Linked DNA regions of Mus musculus: regions 2, 3, 4, 5, 6 and 7 are each linked to region 1. The links are chromatin contacts, called in public Hi-C and promoter capture Hi-C maps. All regions are on one chromosome and are shown on one strand. Each heading gives the region's core, a stretch centred on a gene start, on an enhancer-like site or on the middle of the called end of the contact. The rest is flanking DNA. Distances are from core to core; before and after follow the strand shown. Region 1 holds the start of Pdgfc (platelet-derived growth factor, C polypeptide). Region 2 holds the start of Asic5 (acid-sensing (proton-gated) ion channel family member 5). Region 3 overlaps Tdo2 (tryptophan 2,3-dioxygenase). Region 4 has its middle 33 kb from the start of A830029E22Rik. Region 5 has its middle 72 kb from the start of A830029E22Rik. Region 6 has its middle 32 kb from the start of Gm52636. Region 7 has its middle 16 kb from the start of Gm52636.

Region 1 (2,720 bases), core at 65-2,564:
ACTGCCGAAATCTGCCCCCACCCCAGAAAGTGCACGCGGACTCAGGAAACTCCCATCTGCAGCGCCAGAGACCCGACCATCAGCTCCACGACTGGAGGACCCCACATGCCACCGCACAATGCCAACCCGAACGCACAGCGAGACGCGGGAAGGGGGAGGAGGGGGCGATACTCACCGTTCTGTTCCTTGTCGCTGGAGAGCTGCAACTTGCTGCTCAGGTTGGACTCAGCCCGAGTCCCCGTTCTTTGGCCGGCCAGGGCAGATGTCAGCAGGAGGAGGCCGAGGAGGAGCATTTGGCTGACTGGGGCGAGGGCTCACTCGCGGCGGGCACTGGGGAAGCGACGACTCCAAGGCTCAGCCCAGCCGGGGAAAGGCTGCGCTGCGGTGGAAGCGCCTGGCCGGCTCTGGCAGCAGAGAATCGCAGGGTAGTTTCCACATAATCCCATCCAAAAGTTTTTCCTAGAGCCCTCTTCTGTGTCTCCAGTTTTTGAAAAGGATCAAAGCAAAACCTGGACCTGAACCAGTTTCCCAAGGTTTAAACAAATCCTGAGCTGTGCCGAAGTGCGGGGGGTGGGGGTAGGCGAGGGAGGAAAGAAGGGGTGGGGACGCGGGGGAGCGGCGATGAGTCGTGGCGACTCGCAGGGAGCACCTGTCAGTTTGGGGGACAGGACACAGGCGAGGACTCGGGGTCCCGCCAAGCCAGACTGGAAGCCAGGTCGGCAGCGAGGCGAGCACCTTGGGATCAATGACAAAGCTGCTGATCGGGGCGGCAGGCGGCGCCCCACCCCCACCTGGGGGGAGGGGACCGTGCCCTGCGAGTGCCGCGCGGGTCCCGGGCGGGCAGAGAGGCCGCGGGGACGACTCGGGACTGGCCCGGATCCACCGCGGAGCCTCCTCCTTGCTGCAGTCGGTGGCCACCGAAGTTCCCTCGGGTACCGGCGAAGTGCTGCGGGAAGCCGGGAGAGCTTGGGCGGCTCGGAGTCGCGAGCGCTCGGATGCCTGCCCTAAGGCAGGGCAGGACGCAGGGCTGAGGAGAGGTGGCGGCTAAGCACGGGCGGCTAAGGGAAGGCCTGGCTGGCCTGGAGGATCGCTCTTGTCCCCTCCCCGTCTCCACTTTCCCCCAGCGGGCGGCGCGCGGGGCGCGGGGCTGGCGGCCGGGCGGGCGCGGGGGGCGCGGGGGGCGCGGGCGGCCAGCTGGCGGGCCAACAGGTGCTGGCGCAGACAGGGGGCACTGCGGGCCCCGCGGCAGACGGAGCCCACACTGCGGCGAGGAATGCCGCCAGGCGGCCCCCAGCTTCCTTTCCCCTGGGCGCCCCTAACCCCAAATAAGGAGTCTGCGGGCTGTTCAAGGGTGCTGCAAACTCAGAGAAAGAGAGAGGGAAAAAAAAGTAGGAGAGGACAGCCACTCCTTCTCTTCTGGCTCTCCCTGGCTGTAACTTGTCTTTCATTCCTAAGGGGATCCCCACTCCCAAAGCGCTTTGTCAGGACTCGTGGCCAGAGTTCTGCACTGAAGGAGGGAAGTTGAACTCAAGATGCTTCCAGAATGGCTCTGTCTGAAGGAGAATGAATAAATCAAAAGTAAAGATAAAGTCAGAGTTGTAACATGAATTGAAGCCATGCACCACTGTATCCACATGAACCCTGTTTGGAGAGGAACTGGGGTTGGAGGGTACCACTGAGCAGAAGAAAGAGTCCCTGTCCTTTGCAGCTGGGTGCTGCATGATAATGAAATCTAGCTCCTAGAGTGTCTGGGGACATAGTGTGGCAATTTACACATAGGCTGTCCTGGAGCCCCTAATGTTTGAACTGGTTGCCTTTATGCACGAAGTGCTTCGTGCTGAGACTAAAGTTCCTATGGGGTTATCTAGAATGAGAAAAACATGTTAGTAGGGCCTAGGGTGGTTCCATGTGCAATACATGTGTCTCTGATAGGATTCCAATATGCTTTCCTTATCAGAAAATCCTCGTGAAAGCGTTGAAGGCACAGTAGGGTTTGAAATCTAAACAAAAGATGCATCTTTGGATGGAGGGGTAATAAAAAAAGAAAATGAAAATAAGGAAAATAAAAATAACATTAGAGCAAGCAAATGCCTTGGTGTGCAGTCAGACAGATGTATCACCAAGTACTTAGTTGAATCAGTCAGGGCATGCAATCCAACCATAGAACCAAGGTAAACATAATCCTGAAACCGGGCATGACCTGGAGACAGAAATAAAAGATGGGACCAGTCCAAACGATAAAATGTTAATCTTTTCCTTTGTTCTTGGACACCACTGGGGCCTACCAAACAACCCTGTTCTAGCCAGGTCTCTGTCCTCTTCTCTCTTCCTTCAAATGAGTACTTGACAGGTTGTTCATTATAACTCCTGCTTGGCATCCAGGAAGTCCCCGGGACCAAATAAAGAAAGATGCTGTTCTCCTGTGAAATCCTTACAAACCTGTTCCATTCATTCATTCTTATCTGTGGGATTTCCACCTTTACAGTGTTGGATAGAAAGTCTCTTGCTTAGACTTTAAGTGTATGGATGTTAATGGTACAAGCCTTGTTACTTTATTCAAGTTAGCAGTGCATCATCTTCAGTGCCATTCCATTGTGACATACGTGTATTCCAAAAGTGTTCTGTACATTCCTGAATATGCAAAGGAGAGTTCCCAATTTTAATCAAAATGAGACACCAAAAGGCATGCTTTCTCGGTAGATCTGTTTGCAATCCAATCC
Region 2 (2,720 bases), core at 81-2,580, 960 kb before region 1:
ACTAATAAAAATAACACAGATCTCAGAAACAAAAGAAAGAGATGAGATCTCTGAAAGCCAATAAATTCTCACAATGAAGTTATTTGAATTTTAAATCCTTGTTTTAATTCAATAAATATCATTTTGTCAATAATGCAGTATTAACATTCTTCCAAAAAAGCTCCAATATTTTCTCATCATTAAGTTTAGTTTAATAGCTTACTAGTTTCCAATCAATATTTTTTTTTCAGTTTGGAAAAGCTAATGATATAAAATGCATTTTCTAAAGTTTCCCATTTCGTGCAATGTACATGAGCATCCACAAATACTGTTACACTCTTAAAGATATTACAAACTATATTATCATGTTTATATCATTCTGACGTTCTGGAATTGTGCTATCGTCTATAATAGCATTACTTAATGTTTCTTTTAGTATCAGGTTAATCAGCACATATTTAAAAAAAACTGTCAAAGCTTCAGATAAAATCAGAAGGCTGAAAAAAAAAACAATATTACTTAACAAAATAAGCTTAACTGTGACCTATTCTTATTCCTTAACCATTGCTTGGACGCATTTGTGAAGGCTTTACCCTGATTAAAGAAACAGCCCAGTCCCTAGCAACTCTCACCTTTCCTACTGAGGGGACATGGGCTATTAGTGAGAAGAGTAATCTAGGAATAAGTCCCTGGCCAGACACAGTGCAGCTGGCTGCAAACACTACCCAAATAATACATTTCAGATGTCAACTCTTTAAATTAAGATAGAAACATTGCCAGTTGTGTTAACCTTACTGAAGCATTTCCTACTATTTGTTAGAAACATAGTGGTTTTTTTTTTTCCTTTTGAGTATTTCAAATTGAGAACCTACAGAGTGATATATGCCTGTCAGGAAGCCCAAAATGGGCAGTGCAGACCACCAATCCACACAACTGAGGCTTTGAACTTCCCTCATAGAAGTACATTTCATCAGGTGGATAAACAAAAAGTTTCATTAAAAAGGTTGGTCATTATAGAAACGTTAGGAAAGCAAGCATACTGTGTAGAAACAAAGAAACAACAAAAGTCGATTTTAACATATAGTAATATTTTTGTAGTATTTTGAGTCCTCATAAGTTATTCTTTTGCTACTAAAACTGTATTATTCATTTTAAAACTCATATTTGTTACTGTGAACATAATAATGAGAATAGAGTTTTCCAAGGATGAAGCCTACCCCCTGCTCTCTGCTTATTTCCGGTATTTAGGAATGGCGGATGTTGCTGTTTAAGGATCTCCTACCTTTCTCCGCGTGCACTTGTGATTTCTCAGTATGTTCCATGTTTTGATCTCAGTGATCCGAAGTCCTCTGGTGCATCCAATTTTTTCAATAACAATATTCATTTTGTGCCTTTTATATAAAATACAGCACTTAAGGTTGTAAACTGTAGGGGCAATTTAAATATTTGTGTTGCTATGTTAAGCCTCATGAAGCACTTAATCTGTAAATCAAAAAACACGGACAGAACCAGCTATGGGCATTTACAGACTGGCAAGAGGCCATGATAGATTAAAACCCAGATAGCACAATTGAAACCCACTTTCTGAAAAAGAAAGGAGGAAAGAAACAAAGAAACAAAGAAAGAAGAAAAGCTGTGACCTCACAGTGGCCTCTGATCATACCAGTGGATACCCAGGTGACAGTCTCTTCACGTTTTGTTCAGCTTCATAGAAATCAAATTTTGATTGTGATTGTGTGTATGTGTGTGTGTGTTTGTGTGTGTGTGTGTGTGTGTGTGTGTGTGTGTGTTTGTGGACGTGAAGTATCGTTGTTTTGAAGTTTCTTTCATAAAAGAGATACAACTGTAACAAAGTGACCAGTGGAAATAGAAGAATAATGTTACAAAAGAAAAAAGATACTAACTAAAAAAGAAGCACTAATAAAATAATATAAATTTGCCAAATCACAAAGGCCACCTTTTTTATAGTAACACCTTTGAGAACTTACCATTAATATTATTAATAAACCCTGATATGCATCCATATGTATAAATGCTGCCATCTGTTGACCACACACAGTAATTACATGTTTCTCCGCTAGAGCCTGATGCCTTTGTCATGGTAATATTTCACAAGCATTTTTTCCCTTCAACATTGGACATCTATTGGGAAACTCCAATACCATAACTTGAAGCTGGGCTTACATGGTTTGGTTTTGTCAAGAAGTCACTCTTGCTTCTGCTCCTCCCTCCTAGTGACTGAATTAAATTTGAATTTCAACTTGTTTATGTAGTTACAATTCCCTCTCCATTTTTCCTCACTTTATTATTTGAAATCAAGACCAAGGATTCTTCTCACAGATATAACTTGTTCTTTTGTAAACCTGGCCTTTTCACTTTCTAAGATACTCAATTAAAATTAAACATAGATGCTCACACTTTCTTTCTCTGATGGTGATGCTATGTGGAATAAGCCTATGTGACAGAAGATAGACTTGTAAGCCCCTCTTCCCTGCCCCACCCCATTTCCCAGTAAACGTAAAGAAAGCTACAGAATCGCCTAATAAAGCCAATCCCGGGAGAACTGAGAGAATTCTGAGTCATCATTATCTCCCTTTATGCACTTGTAGCACCAACAGCAAAGGATGACTTATTAATGCAGACAAATAATAAAAGATTAAATAAAGCATGCTGGACAGAAAAGTAGACAGCAAACCCAACTGCCCTTTCACTTAGATTCTGGGCATGAGCGATCCTTAGAA
Region 3 (2,720 bases), core at 93-2,592, 930 kb before region 1:
AGCTTTGTCTCCCACGAAATTCTCATCATCCTGCCTTCATACTTTCTCATTCACATGTGACATTCATATACATGAATTCAACAACCCGTCTCAATGTTATTAACCACCCAGGAATAGGCATTATTCCCACAAAGAATTCTCTAACTCTTCTCTCCCCAGCTCTTTACTGCTTTCTTCACCTTCTGCTTTGACTCTAGGTATTCACCAGTGATTCTCAAACATTTATACCCAGCTTGGATGTCCCCTTAGATTTCAGATCATGTATTTTTACATTCTACTTGTATCTTCTCCTGATTCTCTTAAAATAAGAAAAGAAAATTGAGTAGAAGAATTCCCTCCCATGAGTCCTCACCTTGACCCAGTCTTGTCAGAGTTAAGTATGTTTTCCTCCCAAGAGCCTTCAACTGTCAAATAAGTCACCTAGGAATGGTCCTTGTTCCTATTCCTTTTCAACAATGATTTTTTTAAAAGATTTATTTACTTTAATTTTATACCTATGAGTATTTTGTCTGCATATACGTGTGTGCCCCAGATGGTGCCCACAAAGGTCAAATGAGAGTGATGGATCTCTGGGCCTTAAGTTACAGAGAGCTGTGAGTGAACATGTGGGTGTTAAGAACTGAATCATGAGTAGCAACAAGTATTCCTAACCACTGAGCAATCTCTCACCTCTCCAGTCCCTCAACAATATTTCTGAGAGATGGCTGTATCAGCTTTGTATCTTACAATAGTTCTCTCATGATTTTTTTTTTACACCTACCACCAAGACTAAAACTAAAGTCTCTTGACTGTCCTATCCCTTCCCCACCGTAGGCCTTCCAGTTTATTCTCTGTGCTCCAGTAATAGTTGTCTTTCCAAAATGAAAACCTGATAGTCTCTGCCTTTTGCTTAAAACCTCTCGTGTTCCATTGCTGTTTTAATAAATAGATAGATATCCCTAACACAAACCCTAAAGCTTTCACATATCACATGGGCCAACCTCACTGTGCTGCTCCCACTAGCTGAGTTAGCTCAGTGTTCTGAATTCTCTCAGTTTAAAATGTTTGTCAGCAGGCAGAATATTCATTCGATCTTTGCCAACCTTCTGGCTGCTGTCACCCCCTATGGTGATTTTTCTATTTTTGTATATAGTGCTGTTTATGGTTTTAATGCTGTGCTTGGGTGACTAAATATCCCATCTTATTCCTATAAGAGAACGTTTTTGAGGTGAGGTGATTTAGTTTTTGCTCACATTTTTTATGTCTGTTACTTTCCTGTGAGCATTTCCTTAATAAATGAGTAATCCTTAGCAATAATATTGCACCCAGGCTCTCCCTGCTGCTGTACTTGCTCTGACACATTGAGGCTAACTGGGCTGGCTGCTTTGCCACCATCCAGATTACCAATTCCAAGTGGAGCTGGAGGGTAGGCAGATAAAGCAAATTTTTTAACCAATCAAATAATTTTAAAGGATTTAAATAGCATTAGTACTGGTTCGGATTAAGAGGTAACATTCTCTAAGACTGATATTATCTCTAAGTTAAATGATTATTATTTAAGATCAGTAACTATCACTTGTTATTCATTTTGGTCCATCTCTAAGGAGTTTTCTCAAGAGTATTTGGCATTATTAAAATTTTTAAACATAAAGAAAATGAGAGACCAGCAAGTATATGGACTTTTCCTACTTGGAAGACGTATCTTCCATATTGTAGTATTGGGTATTAAGATCAATTGAATACACACTTGTTATACGCTGAGAATCTATTTCTTCTGAAAAAAGCAAATTTTAAACAGCAGTCTGCTCTCTGCTGGGGAAGATTAAAACAATATTTTCCCATAAGGCTAAAACCGACTCTGAAGAAAAAGAGGAACAGATGGCAGAGTTCCGGAAGCAGAAGGAGGTGCTGCTCTGCTTGTTTGATGAGAAGCGTCATGACTACCTTCTGAGTAAAGGTAAATGTGCTGTCCAGGGGTCTTAGACCTCAAGGGTATATGCATGAAGACAGAGATATGCCATAAGCTTGTCTATCAAGACTAACTTGGGGGAAGTCAGGTTAAACGGTTTGCCTACTCAGAGAAGTAAGGAATGGGTTACTACTGTGTCTGACAGCCCCACATTAATCATCTTGATTGTTCAGCGTAGTTACAAGACACTAGCAAATATCTCCATACTATGTGCTACACACAAGGGTACCAAGGTAAACTGTGATTGTAAAGTACTACGGAATATGCAAAACAGAATTATTTTTTTATCGTACAATACAGAGTGTAGCAGTGGAATGAGGTGAGCATCAGTTGCTAGCCTCCATTATCTATAATTATCAGTGAGCCATAGCTAATCTTTACTTCTCACCATGAAGGGCAGAACATTTTCTTAGCTTACACGCCACACTCTAGAAAACTAATTTTACATAAATTAGAACAAACAAACACAAAACCAAAACTACAATTTCCAGTCATTTTCAGATAGGATCTTAGTATGTACCCCAGGTTGGCTTTAAATCCATGGTCCTTCTGCTTCAGTTTTTGAGTATTGGGATTACAGATGTTCACCACCACATCCAAAACAAACAAATCAAACATAGACAAACTGCAAATCACTTTCAAATAGGGAATGAAGTGAATCTTGCTTAGTTTTTGAAGTAACTGAAAAATACATGTATCACAGGAGTTACTTATTCTTTATATCAGACTTTTCTAATATAGCACTTAACATTTGAGAATATAAAATAATATA
Region 4 (2,720 bases), core at 78-2,577, 800 kb before region 1:
TGGAACGGGTGAAGTTATCAAGTTTCACTCAATTTCCTCACCCAATACAGCTGACAAAAGTATGTACTTTAAAGTGAGACCTCCTGGGAAGGCATCTCAGTAGAGAGAATACCTGCTTTGCAAGTATAAGGACCAGAGTCCAGATCGCCACACCCTGTCTAAAACCCCAGACAAAGCAGCAAACACGTGTCACCGGAGAGATGACAGTTTGTGAAGTAGAGGCACTGGATCCCTGGAAACTTATTGTTACTTATTCGGCAAATTTCTAGGCCACCGAGAGACCTATCTCAAGTAAAAGGTGGACAGTGCCTAGGGAACCGAAGGCAATGTTGTCCTCTGACTGATATGCACATGGACACTTTTCTACGCATACACATGCATCGACACAAACACATCCACACACAAAGTAAAATTGTTCACGTGAGCCTTCATAGTCTGCAAATGTCCCCCGCTATTCTTTATGAGCTTTGGTCTGCCGTTTCTGGGTTTTGGCAGGGATTTGTGTGAAATAATTAGAAGACAGTAATAAGCAGTGAAGTCCATATACAAGCCGGGTGTGGGGCAGAGAAAGGGAACATCTTTAAGACACGCAAGAATCATATCCTGTCCTGCCTTGAACTGAGAAGAGTTTGTTTGGAGAGAGTGAGTGCAGAGGGTACATTTACAAGGCTGGTTTCAGAGTTAACATGATTATCAACACAGGTGATATAGCTCCTTGTGCAGCAGTCGGCTGTGCACTGACAGCCTGGTCCCCGGTTGAGCAAAGGTCTGGAACCCTGGTGACCAGATGGGTGGAGACTTCCACCTGCATGGGATGACAAATGTTCAGCCACGCCTCCTGGGTTCCTGTCTCCTGTGTGCTGTCTCACATAGCTACAGCCTCCTACAGCTCCCCACCCCACCCCCGCAGAGCAGCACCAAGCCCTCCCACATGCAAATAAGGTTTCCCCAAAGCTCTCATACCAAACCAACGAGAAGCATTTGTTTTCAGACCCTTACCCACACCAAAGCTGTATGTAAAAATCCTATCCGGAAGGATTAAAAGTGTAGGAGAACTACTCCATCGTCTGAGCCTTCTGTTCTGAGAGCTGTAACATTTTGGAAAAGGTCTGCTCTCCCCAAGTGCTGCCTAAAGCTCTGCTGCACTCCTCACTGCCTGGTCAGTCTGTTGTTGGCCCAGCCCTACTTGCAGGGCAGCAAGGAGAAATCTTTAAACCTAGAAGGCATGGCAGAGACAAGGTGGAGTCAACTGCAGCCGCAGAACTGGCAGAAGGGACTTCCCCTCCCTGCCTGCACTGCTTCCCCTCGCTGGAATTCTCACACCAGGCAGGGCCAGAGTTCTCCGTGCAAAGCCTCTGGTACACAGACCCACAGCTCCTCTCCAAGACTGTCTGGACATGAGGGGGGGGGGGGGAGGAGACTATTTGTCTCCCGCACTTTACCCTCATTTACATTTGATTTGTAGGGCTTGGCACGAGGAGTTAGTTCATATATCCTATAACATAAAATAAAGGTAGTAAAAGTTACCTTTATTTTTATTGTTCAAAAAATAAGTCTTGAAAATGCACAAGTTTTGCTTTGAATCAGAGCATGGTATTTCTGGATGATTAGTTTAATATATTCCATTAAGTTAAAATATTTTAATGAAGATTCATGGCAACCTACAAGGTTCTTTGAAACCATAGTTTTGAATCATTCACCTAAGGAACTTCCTATCCTACAGTTTGGTTTCCCAAAACATAAGCCTTATAAGTTGCTTTGAGTTGTTTACATTGTCATTTTATACAACCTTGCTTGTTTGCTTTTTGCTTGCCCATACCTGAGCTGAAAAATATATATCTTGCCATACTCCTTCACCAACGTCATATGATAAAATATTCTCCCATGCATAATAGCAGCTGGTTCTACAGGACACTTTTAAAATTAATAATTTTTGGATTAAAGTATAATTATATTATTTTCCTTTCCTCTTTCATCCTCTAACAACTCCCATCAACCTCTTTTCTCTCTCAAATCCATAGCTTCTTTTCCTTTAATTGTTTTTATATATTTTTATATTATATATTTATATATGTAATATAGGTTACAAATATGTTCTTATATGTATAAATATGTTTTTATATATGTTATAGGTAAAATTTACATCCATATTTATATATATAACGTAAATCCATATAAGTGAATTGTATTTATATCCAACTCAGTCCATATAATATTATTTGCATGCATGTGTAGGAGCTGTCATTTTAACTGGAAATAGGTCTAAACATGATTTTAGCCTTGAAAACTGTAAATGTTTTGTAGCTCATCCTCCATTCATGCTTGGACTTTATCTCTCTTGACCTTGTGCAGGTTGTCTGTGAACTGTGAATTCGTGTGTGCAATGGTGTTGTCAATAGATACAGTAATAAACTAACCTGTAAAGTCTTAACTCTTCAGTGATTAATGCCTCTCTAAACCCTCATCAGAGAAGCTCCCTTTTGATCCAGTAGATGGAGATTAATAAAGAGAAACCCACTACTATTAAACCTACAGTAAAGCAACCAACTCTAAATGACACATCAGTATCACTCAACCTCTCCCGAAGGCTCAGGGATCATTGCTGAAGAGGGGGAAGAAATTCTGTAAGACTGGGGATTAGGATCCCTGTAGTGAGGTGGTATTTGTTGCTTAGTTCTTTGTTTCTTTAGTGTGTCCTCTTTATTCTCTTCCCCTGCTCT
Region 5 (2,720 bases), core at 127-2,626, 690 kb before region 1:
AGCTCAAGCCAAACTACATCCCAACAAGGAGAATGGGAAGGAAGCACAAAGCCCTACCTCTTCCAAGGAAGCTATTTGCAGTATATAGACTCTAAGGAAGGGAAAGTCAGGTTATCTTTTCAGTGGTGTGACAGTGGATAGATCGAACATAGCCCAGGGCAAGCTCTGTGCTAAGAGCAGTTGGACAGTACAAATTGGATGCCATGTTTTGTGTGACTATGCTTTTTGCCTTTTGTGTTTGTTTCACTACTTTTATTTTTTTTTACAGTCCAGTCCTTGCCCCTCCCAACCCCCTCTGTCCTGGTCTGCCCTTCCACAGTTCCTCATCCCATTTCTCCTCCCCCACGCCTCTAAGAGGATGTCCCTCCCCTTCTCACATCCACCCCTGTCCCCACCAGGTCTACCCACTCCCTGGGGCCTCAATTGTCTCCAGGGTTATGTGTCTTCTCCCACTGATGCCAGAGCAGGCAGTCCTCTGCTGTATATGTATCTGTAGGGAGCCTCAGACCATGGCTTTTAAGAGAGGAATGCACATCAATGTGGACGATTAGGGAGGTACAGGAGGATTTGGGAGGAATTTGGAGAGGAGAAAGAATATCATGAAATTATGTTCCATGAAATTCTCAAAAACATAAATAAAAGTATTAAAAAAATAAAAAGAAACCCACAGAAATCCTTCCCTCGAGCTTACTACCCTGATGCCCAAAAAAATGCAGTGACTAATCTTTCAGCCTCTTTTGCCATTGTCTGTGACTTTCTTTACCAATTCTTACCCATGAGAAAGAGAATCTGATGAAACACCTAGATTCTTTGTTAGAGAGAGCAGGTAACAATAGGAGGTCAATGGAGTATCCCATGGAAACGTTTTTTGTTTTGTTTTATTTTTGTTTGTTTGGTGTTTTGTTTGCTTATTTTTGTTTTGTTTTGTTTTGTTTTGTTTTGTTTTGTTTTGTTTTCCCCCTGAATTTATGAAAAGTTAAGTTGCTTTTTAGCTTTCCCTCTGCTTTTTCAGGGTCTTTCAGAAAGCTACACTGTGGAATTCTGTTGGAACTCGGCATGGAGGAGGTAGGTGATAGAGAGGGAAGAACTTTCAAACAAGAAGAAGATGTAATAGCTATTTGGGGTAACCAGCCTAGTGCACTTAGGTGAGTATGCGATCTAGGTCTATAGGGAGCTGGAAAAAAATTTCCATTCTAAGAAAGAGATGCTGGCATAAACATGTCCCCCAGGCTAGCACACTGCCTTCCCTCAGTCGTTGGCCCTGCTTTTCATGCTAAAATGAGTTTCAAATTGTAAACCACACAGGAGATTCCCTTAAAGAGAGTATTCTACAGCACATCTCCAAGGATACCACAGTCTGCTTTGTTGTCTTCTTTGTTTCTATCTGGGCTGACTCACATTAGAAAACCCTGTTCTCACAAACCATCAAAATCCAGGCCATAACTCGATGAAATTGAAGAGAATGCTTCTGAGTCCACTGCGTAAACCACATGGATCTATTTTCTGCTCTTGTTTAGTGAGCAATTTCTCCATGGTTCCAGTGGCTCTCTCTTTTTTTTTTCCTGTGAGGAAATTTAAAACACTTTAACTAAATGTAACTGAATCACTGCCTGTTTCTATCTCCACAGTGGATCTCAGCACGGCTACCAGTATGCATAATTTTTCCTTTGACACTATCAAGTCACAGTTCTCCTTATGCTTAACTGTCACCTTGACAAATCGTATTGCTTGCTCACGTGATGTGGGCCTAAAGTCAAGTATGAGGCCGTTTCTTCCCTGAAGATCTGAGCCTTACAAACAGTAGTTTCCTAAGTGTGATGCTGCACATAAAAAATTTCAGGTACTATGGGTCTTGGGAGTACCAAAACACTTAGCAGAGCATCACACAGTAGATTAGTGGCTTATACCATGTAACTAATAACTATAAGTTAGGAGCTTAAAATAGCAAGCATGTATTTCCTCACAGTTTTCATGGATTGGGTCTCGGGCATGGATCTGTTGCATTCTCACCTCAGCATTTCTAGTTAATGGTCTTGGGTTGAAGAAGTGAGCCAACTGGAGGCCCCCGTAAGCTAAATCTAGCTCCGGCCAGGACATGAGCTGCTCTCACTAACTCTAACTGCTCTATCATTATCTGAGAACATGCTAGGGAAACAGTGGTTTCACTCTTTAAATAGTGACTCGTGCAGGGAGACAAGTTGGATTTTCAATCCACTCTTCTATCTATAGCAGATGCTTTAGTGGAATCTCTAAGCACCGTGCTATCATGACTGTGAACATATTCCTGTTGAGTCTGAAATGACAGAGAAGCATGCCATGAGTCAACAGAGCAGATAATTGACAGAGATGGTAAGAAAGCATGAGAGTTTTCAGTATCATTAGTCAGGTAGGTCACCCACAAGGGCACCACCTATTGGGTTTCTAGGGACATGAAAACTAATGAATTTTGTTTATTTAAATGACTGCATACATTTTAAAGTATTTAACATAATCCAAGTTAAAAAAATGACATAATTTTCACAAGAATGTGGAATTTAATATTAAAGCTGGAGAAAACTGAGAGTTTGGGGCAGTGATAGCATGCTCACAGAGCACGTGCTATACCCATGGTTCCATATCCAGCACATAAAGGACAAATTCTGAATTTGCTCAAAGCATTTTCTAAAAATCACATTTGTTTCCCACTACTGTTGCTCACCCCCTTGTGTGGAGTTACTTCT
Region 6 (2,720 bases), core at 67-2,566, 630 kb before region 1:
ACAGCCATACTATGTTCATCAAGTACCTTTAAATTCTACGGTATTGAGACTGTGACTTTGTCCACGACATCATAGGAATCTTCACAGAGTACCAAGAAATTCAATAGTAGCCAGAACGATAGTTTAATTAATTCTGAGGAAGCTCCTATCAAGATAAGACACTGTCTACCTACTCTGATTTCCAAGATAATGGAAAGAATGAAAAAGAAGAAACAGAAAAGATAAACATGCTTCTTCCCCCATTTAAATTAACATTCTCTGCATTTCTATCTTATGAATGAACCACAGATGATTGAGGAATTACACTGTCATCTAATGGTCCTTGATGTGTTTTACAACAAAGTGGTTAGCTTCACGTAATGTGAATAATGCACATAATATGCATAATGGCAGTGATTTTCAGAACATCATTAGGGTAAATCCAAGCTTCTGGATTCCACATTTTCATTTCAGTGGTGTCATTTTTTTTTTTTAGAGAGCATCTGAATTTTCACATAGTATATACTGAGTAGTAATTACAATTTCTCTTTGTCTTTCATGGATGTGAAGAGCAGAAACAGACCGCATGAAAATGAATAGACTCGGGGCACTCCTTCATCTCTTTGTGGAGTGAGGCACCGGGCTGCTTCTGTACACAATCTATGCATTTCCACCAGTCCTAGAGTTTGGCCTGAAATAGCTTCTGAGTAATTTCTAGTAAGTTGAAATCATTGTTTTAGCTGAGATAGGAATATTCATGCTTTATATAGAATGCCAGGGTGCAGAATGCTGTCCCTAGCTCTTTGTGATCAGCTGACTACTCCATTCTTGCAGCTTCACAGACTGTGGCACTTGTCCTACATAAACCTGCATTTCCAAAAGTTATTAGGATGCTGAGAATTTTAACAAAAGACAATGGGTATGAAGCATCACATATTAGGCATAGGATCAAGAGGACTTCTGATTACTATTTTAGTCAAATAAATATTAAAACCCTATTTTCATTTGTATATTAATGTCCACAAAAGTAAGCCTTAAACAAGAAACTTTGAAGAGAAGAAAGTAATTGATTTGCATATATTTTCATGCAACTAGTTCAGCTTTAATAATCACCCATGCATCTTATGTCAAATAGTCACATAGATTGTGAACACTGGGCAAGCTTTTAAGAGACCCAGTTGGGGATTTTGGTTATGGTGTGTTGGGCTGCATGTGTGTGCACACACACACCATCATTTCCCCTGTGAACTTATGGAGATGAGCTGAGTATGTGGAATGTGATCTCCAAGAGGGTACCAGAAACTGGATGTGAGGTTGCTAGGCAATTTCCCCCATTGTTTTAAACAAACTTCAGGGAACTGGCAGCAGCTGCCAGAGTTCCTGGCTCCTAAGAATAACAGAGCTGAATAACACAAAGAACAAAGGTCTGCCACAATAAATGGCAATAAATAACCGGAACTTTCTAGGCCAGTGAATGCAGGCACTTGAATGTTAAAGCAATTAATAAGGTTAACACATACAAGAGGGCATTTGAGTTCTATGTGTTGTCAAATACATCTTCTCCTCAGACACTTTAATTTATATAGCAAGACCATCTGAAAAGAGAATGGTATGATGTGGTTTTGACAAATTATCTTTCTAAAAAATTCACCCTTTTCTGTTTTTGCTTGCATTCTAATTATTCATTGGGAATTTCACCTCTGGGACAATAGTATAACCTGCCTTTTGCATGTGTTAAAAGCATCTTAAAGGGAAGTATATTCTACACAATGCAAATAACAACTCATTGAACCATATCATCATCATAGGCTCTTTCTTTTCACCCTTCCTACCCTTCCTATTCCCTTTTTTGTACTCTTCATTTCAGAAGGAGTCTGTATGCAAGACTATGTGCAATGAGACTAAAAGGTAACACACACAAATGGGCCACACATAATTATTCAGTTCTGTCTAGTTTCTGCGAGTGTTGTCAATGCAACCTTCTTGTTTATATGAGCATACTTCAATGTCACTCTCTCCCTCCCTCTCTCTCTCTCTCTACCCCCCCTCTCTCTCTGTGTATGACATGCTACAATGTGCACAAGTTTGTTATAGGTATAGGTGTAACTATGAAACATAGTCATTTTACATAGTCTTATAATCTCTTATAAAAACCAAATTATTTCAAACCCAAATATTAACTACTGCTTTCTAATATTTCAAAATTGAGATTTCCATCCTTCAACTAATGAATTGTAGTCCTGGTGTTTTACTTTTTTTATTAGTGAATCATTCTCTTACTTAAGTCAGTGTGTGCTTAGGCATCTCTTCCAAAATAATTTGAGATACATAACTTAGTTGTTTCTTGCTAATAATTTTAATACATTATCCAATTTTTAAATATATCATTGTATACACGTTGAATGCATTTAATATATTGCTAGAATGAATGTTCAACTATAGTTGATGTTACAAAAATCTCTGTGAATTTTACACCATTTGGAAATTTGCAGAGTTTTCTTTTTGGGGGGAAACTAAGTTTTATTGTTTCTGTGATGGAGATGATTTTCTAAGGGTCTCTAATTTAAGTTTATTTAGAAACGTATACACAGCAGGTAGAAATTACAAAGGAAATACAAGAGATTAAATACACATTGGCTGAGTTTACCCAGCGATTCTCTTATATATGTTTGTCAATATCAAAGTTAGGAATTTCTATGGGTACAATTTCTATGTGTAAACTCAGGATGATGCCACGTTCT
Region 7 (2,720 bases), core at 56-2,555, 580 kb before region 1:
CCTGCTGAACAGCTGAGCTTGTCTTCCTGATGAGGTCCTGGCAATGTGTGTGTGTGTGTGTGTGTGTGTGCATTTTGCCCAATTATATTCAGACCTTAGAATTAAAACATTGAGCCTTGATCAGAGAACTTTGTCTTGGCTCATTCTTTTTCTCGCTCTCCTTGCCATCCATCCCCAGCTTTCCTTTAAGGAACCCTGTAATCCTTGGCAGTGGAAGGCTACAATTGTGGCCAGAACCTTGGGTTGGTAGAAAGAGACCTAGAGTAAGAGACACAATAGCTTAAAGGCACTTTTATGTGAAGCTAATGGTGTAAATATTTGCTTTTGTTTAGAAAATTAATTTAGCTGCCAAGGAAAGATGTGAAGCTCATAGGACACATGGCCCTCAGTACAACCGAAGTGAGTGAATGAATGTCTGTCATATTCTTTTTTCTTTGTTTGTTTTGTTTTTGTTTTTGTTTTTCGAGACAGGGTTTCTCTGTATAGCCCTGGCTGACATGGGACTCACTTTGTAGACCAGGCTGGCCTTGAACTCAGAAATCGCCTTGCCCCCACCTTCACCCCGCGCCTCTGCCTGCCTCCCGAGTGCTGGGATTAAAGGTGTGCACCACCATTCCCGGCCATGTCTGTCATATTCTAATTTTGCTTTTCTTTGAGGACAGAATATCTATGGACCAGAAGTCTTGGGTCAAGTCCGTCTGCAGGAAAACTTTGGGCATGAGTTATCTATCAGAAGGATGCAAAGAAGACTTCTAAATTGAAGAAATCTCAAGTGAACAATAGGTGACACATCTCCAGGGCTAACAATTATTATGGTAATGAGTGAAAAGAACTATCAAACAAAGGAGGATCCTTGAATCTTAGAAAGATTTGACTCTCTTTCTCCTTATTTGCCTAGCCCTCCTCATTGGTAATGATAACTCCTTACTCTCAAAGGTCGAGAAGCTGATTTCCAGTTCCCTCTCACTTTTCTTGTTTTGGGCTAAAGAATAATATTCTTGTTTAGTTTGTTCTCTGTCTTGCTCAAAAGTCTGAAAGGAGGAAAGTACCCAGATCGGGCATGAAAATTGGCAACAGGATGGTAATCAGCTTTGCAATCAGTGTACATTAAAATCTGTGATCCACTATAATTATCAGAATATATTTTTGAGATATTTAGTCATTTTTCTCAAGTTCTGAACAGATGCTATATTTCAGTCTCAGGATTACTGTGAAAGATTAAAATAGTCTATGTGAATGCTGGCCACATCTCACCTAATTTCTGAAATTGTTTCAATACGTTCTTTGTAAAGTTTCAACCATATGCTGGAAGTTTCCCATTAGTTGTAAACTTGCTTTTCACTGTTTGGCGAGTAAGTAGTTAGAGCTCTTCATTTCCTCTTAAATCAAAGGAACACATTTCTAAATTCTTTCTTTTTACTTCCTTTCTGCCCTATCCTTCCTGGTCTTTGCCATTAAAAATAAAACAAAAACAAACCGCATCCATCAAGCAGACTGTGTTCCTGCTCCTTCACCCTTCACAGCTTTTTGAAAGGAGTGGGGATATTTTATTTTATTTTTACAGCCAACACTCTAGGTCAAGCCTAAAAATAATTTTGTGTAATTGAACTTTCACTCACCAAAAATATCTGTTTTCTTTAGAGAAGCATTTCTGTATTATTTCTTACACTAAAGACTCTATGACTTTACTCCTTGAACTCAGAAAGCAAGGAAAAGTGCATTGTAAAAATAGGAGAACCCAACACTGTTCTGATAAAATGTGAGCTTATTCTTAGTTGGATATAAAAAAATTAATTGTTATTATACTGAAGGAAAGAGACGCTTGGGTGATACACATTTAATTGGGTTAAGTTCATTTGCCTGGATGGCTCACCATTTCATATTCTTTACAAATTATTTATCTTCGTCTATGGTTTGTTACATTGTGGATTATATTTGCTCTAATTCAGAACCTGCTTCTCCAAGACGAAATATATCACAGCCTTTTAAAAAGACTTATTCACCATGAGATCAATGATAATTTTGCAAGCACAGAAAAACCTTGAACATTGACATGTGAAAAGGGATTGACTGAACCAAACATATGCTAAGTGAAAGATGTCTTTTCTCTTGATCCTTTAAGACTGTGTATGTACACTAATCATAAGCAGAAAAACAAATGATTAAAAGCTGATTTATGTAGACACATTGTTTTTATCTATGAATAAATTAATAAAGTCTTGATTAAGATCTGTGGTACATATCAATTACAGCAGGAAGTTAAAACACAAAGTCCCACTCTCAGTGACTCAACATGAAAAACATAATATAATGATGTATGCATGGTCTAACCCTCCAAAAGTAGAGGTCTATATGCGATTCAGAGATGCAAAAAGTCTCATTTTATGACAATGCTATTCAAGTTTGGGTTCCTGATGGCCACAGTATGGAGAGAGGAAGGGACGGAGAAGGCAGTGTCCACATTCATAAATGCAAACATTTCAGAACCTACATCTGTTTATACACCCTTAGTTACCTACAAAGAGACTCAGAAAGTTTAGTCATCCTGATCAAGTAGAAGTAAAATCCCAAGGAGGATAAACACTAGAAACATCTACAGTAATGAAGAAGGATTTATGTTGACTCAATTAAACACTTTGAATTACTAGACTTCTCAAATTGTGTGCTAGGTACTCTTTTTCCTCTTTTCCTCCTCCCTCCTTTCCCCTTCCCCACCCTTG

What was found. Promoter capture Hi-C pulls out the DNA fragments that hold promoters and counts their contacts. Hi-C and Micro-C count contacts between places; a contact is called where the count stands out from the background.
Region 2: a contact with region 1 is called in a promoter capture Hi-C map of pre-B cells, with 5 times the contacts expected there. The contact joins the promoter of Asic5 here to the promoter of Pdgfc in region 1. A contact is called at or near these places in 4 of 39 promoter capture datasets (hippocampal neurons, liver and pre-B cells), 1 of 15 datasets of contacts at CTCF or cohesin (large pre-B cells), 1 of 484 Hi-C or Micro-C datasets (adipose-derived mesenchymal stem cells), 5 of 115 datasets of contacts at active chromatin or transcription factors (bone marrow-derived macrophages, embryonic forebrain, embryonic limb bud and 2 more) and 1 of 9 other capture datasets (adipose tissue).
Region 3: a promoter capture Hi-C map of hippocampal neurons shows a contact between it and region 1, with 2.8 times the contacts expected there. The contact joins the enhancer-like site here to the promoter of Pdgfc in region 1. A contact is called at or near these places in 2 of 39 promoter capture datasets (hippocampal neurons and neutrophils), 3 of 115 datasets of contacts at active chromatin or transcription factors (bone marrow-derived macrophages, embryonic limb bud and stem cell-derived neural progenitor cells) and 1 of 9 other capture datasets (embryonic stem cells).
Region 4: a contact with region 1 is called in a promoter capture Hi-C map of stem cell-derived epiblast-like cells, with 4 times the contacts expected there. The contact joins the enhancer-like site here to the promoter of Pdgfc in region 1. A contact is called at or near these places in 16 of 39 promoter capture datasets (the 3T3-L1 cell line, 3T3-L1-derived adipocytes, the HPC-7 cell line and 11 more), 1 of 484 Hi-C or Micro-C datasets (cerebral cortex), 11 of 115 datasets of contacts at active chromatin or transcription factors (craniofacial prominence, embryonic fibroblasts, embryonic forebrain and 4 more) and 2 of 9 other capture datasets (embryonic stem cells and pancreatic islet).
Region 5: a contact with region 1 is called in a Hi-C map of cortical neurons, with 3 times the contacts expected there. The contact joins the enhancer-like site here to the promoter of Pdgfc in region 1. A contact is called at or near these places in 9 of 39 promoter capture datasets (the C10 cell line, cranial neural crest, embryonic stem cells and 5 more), 2 of 15 datasets of contacts at CTCF or cohesin (the NIH/3T3 cell line and large pre-B cells), 3 of 484 Hi-C or Micro-C datasets (cerebellar granule neurons, cortical neurons and embryonic stem cells), 10 of 115 datasets of contacts at active chromatin or transcription factors (bone marrow-derived macrophages, cardiomyocytes, craniofacial prominence and 7 more) and 1 of 9 other capture datasets (embryonic stem cells).
Region 6: a promoter capture Hi-C map of second pharyngeal arch cranial neural crest shows a contact between it and region 1, with 4 times the contacts expected there. The contact joins the enhancer-like site here to the promoter of Pdgfc in region 1. A contact is called at or near these places in 15 of 39 promoter capture datasets (the 3T3-L1 cell line, 3T3-L1-derived adipocytes, the HPC-7 cell line and 10 more), 2 of 484 Hi-C or Micro-C datasets (the N1E-115 cell line and uterus), 5 of 115 datasets of contacts at active chromatin or transcription factors (bone marrow-derived macrophages, embryonic stem cells, neural progenitor cells and 1 more) and 4 of 9 other capture datasets (adipose tissue, embryonic stem cells, liver and 1 more).
Region 7: a contact with region 1 is called in a promoter capture Hi-C map of second pharyngeal arch cranial neural crest, with 5 times the contacts expected there. The contact joins the enhancer-like site here to the promoter of Pdgfc in region 1. A contact is called at or near these places in 12 of 39 promoter capture datasets (the 3T3-L1 cell line, the HPC-7 cell line, cranial neural crest and 8 more), 2 of 484 Hi-C or Micro-C datasets (cerebellar granule neurons and embryonic stem cells), 11 of 115 datasets of contacts at active chromatin or transcription factors (the NIH/3T3 cell line, bone marrow-derived macrophages, embryonic forebrain and 5 more) and 1 of 9 other capture datasets (embryonic stem cells).

The regions. Positions count from the first base shown.
Region 1 is chr3:81,035,010-81,037,729 of GRCm38.p6, reverse strand. Pdgfc (platelet-derived growth factor, C polypeptide) reads right to left here and starts at 1,314. Exons shown (of 6, transcript NM_019971.3): 1 at 176-1,314. The coding sequence starts at 293.
Region 2 is chr3:81,995,532-81,998,251 of GRCm38.p6, reverse strand. Asic5 (acid-sensing (proton-gated) ion channel family member 5) reads right to left here and starts at 1,330. Exons shown (of 10, transcript NM_021370.2): 1 at 1,262-1,330. The coding sequence starts at 1,301.
Region 3 is chr3:81,963,138-81,965,857 of GRCm38.p6, reverse strand. It overlaps Tdo2 (tryptophan 2,3-dioxygenase), which reads left to right. Exons shown (of 12, transcript NM_019911.2): 8 at 1,825-1,936. Among named protein-coding and RNA genes, the nearest start is that of Tdo2, 11 kb to the left of the region's middle. Within about 2 kb of position 1,342, at least 10 of the 459 cell types and tissues checked have an H3K27ac peak or open chromatin away from gene starts, as enhancers often do. A contact at or near this core is called in hippocampal neurons, where this site is marked.
Region 4 is chr3:81,834,103-81,836,822 of GRCm38.p6, reverse strand. No RefSeq gene overlaps it. Among named protein-coding and RNA genes, the nearest start is that of A830029E22Rik, 33 kb to the right of the region's middle. Within about 2 kb of position 1,327, at least 56 of the 459 cell types and tissues checked have an H3K27ac peak or open chromatin away from gene starts, as enhancers often do. A contact at or near this core is called in cerebral cortex, embryonic stem cells, hippocampal neurons and 2 more, where this site is marked.
Region 5 is chr3:81,729,072-81,731,791 of GRCm38.p6, reverse strand. No RefSeq gene overlaps it. Among named protein-coding and RNA genes, the nearest start is that of A830029E22Rik, 72 kb to the left of the region's middle. Within about 2 kb of position 1,376, at least 5 of the 459 cell types and tissues checked have an H3K27ac peak or open chromatin away from gene starts, as enhancers often do. A contact at or near this core is called in cortical neurons, where this site is marked.
Region 6 is chr3:81,660,422-81,663,141 of GRCm38.p6, reverse strand. No RefSeq gene overlaps it. Among named protein-coding and RNA genes, the nearest start is that of Gm52636, 32 kb to the right of the region's middle. Within about 2 kb of position 1,316, at least 15 of the 459 cell types and tissues checked have an H3K27ac peak or open chromatin away from gene starts, as enhancers often do. A contact at or near this core is called in neural progenitor cells and second pharyngeal arch cranial neural crest, where this site is marked.
Region 7 is chr3:81,612,751-81,615,470 of GRCm38.p6, reverse strand. No RefSeq gene overlaps it. Among named protein-coding and RNA genes, the nearest start is that of Gm52636, 16 kb to the left of the region's middle. Within about 2 kb of position 1,305, at least 1 of the 459 cell types and tissues checked has an H3K27ac peak or open chromatin away from gene starts, as enhancers often do. A contact at or near this core is called in second pharyngeal arch cranial neural crest, where this site is marked.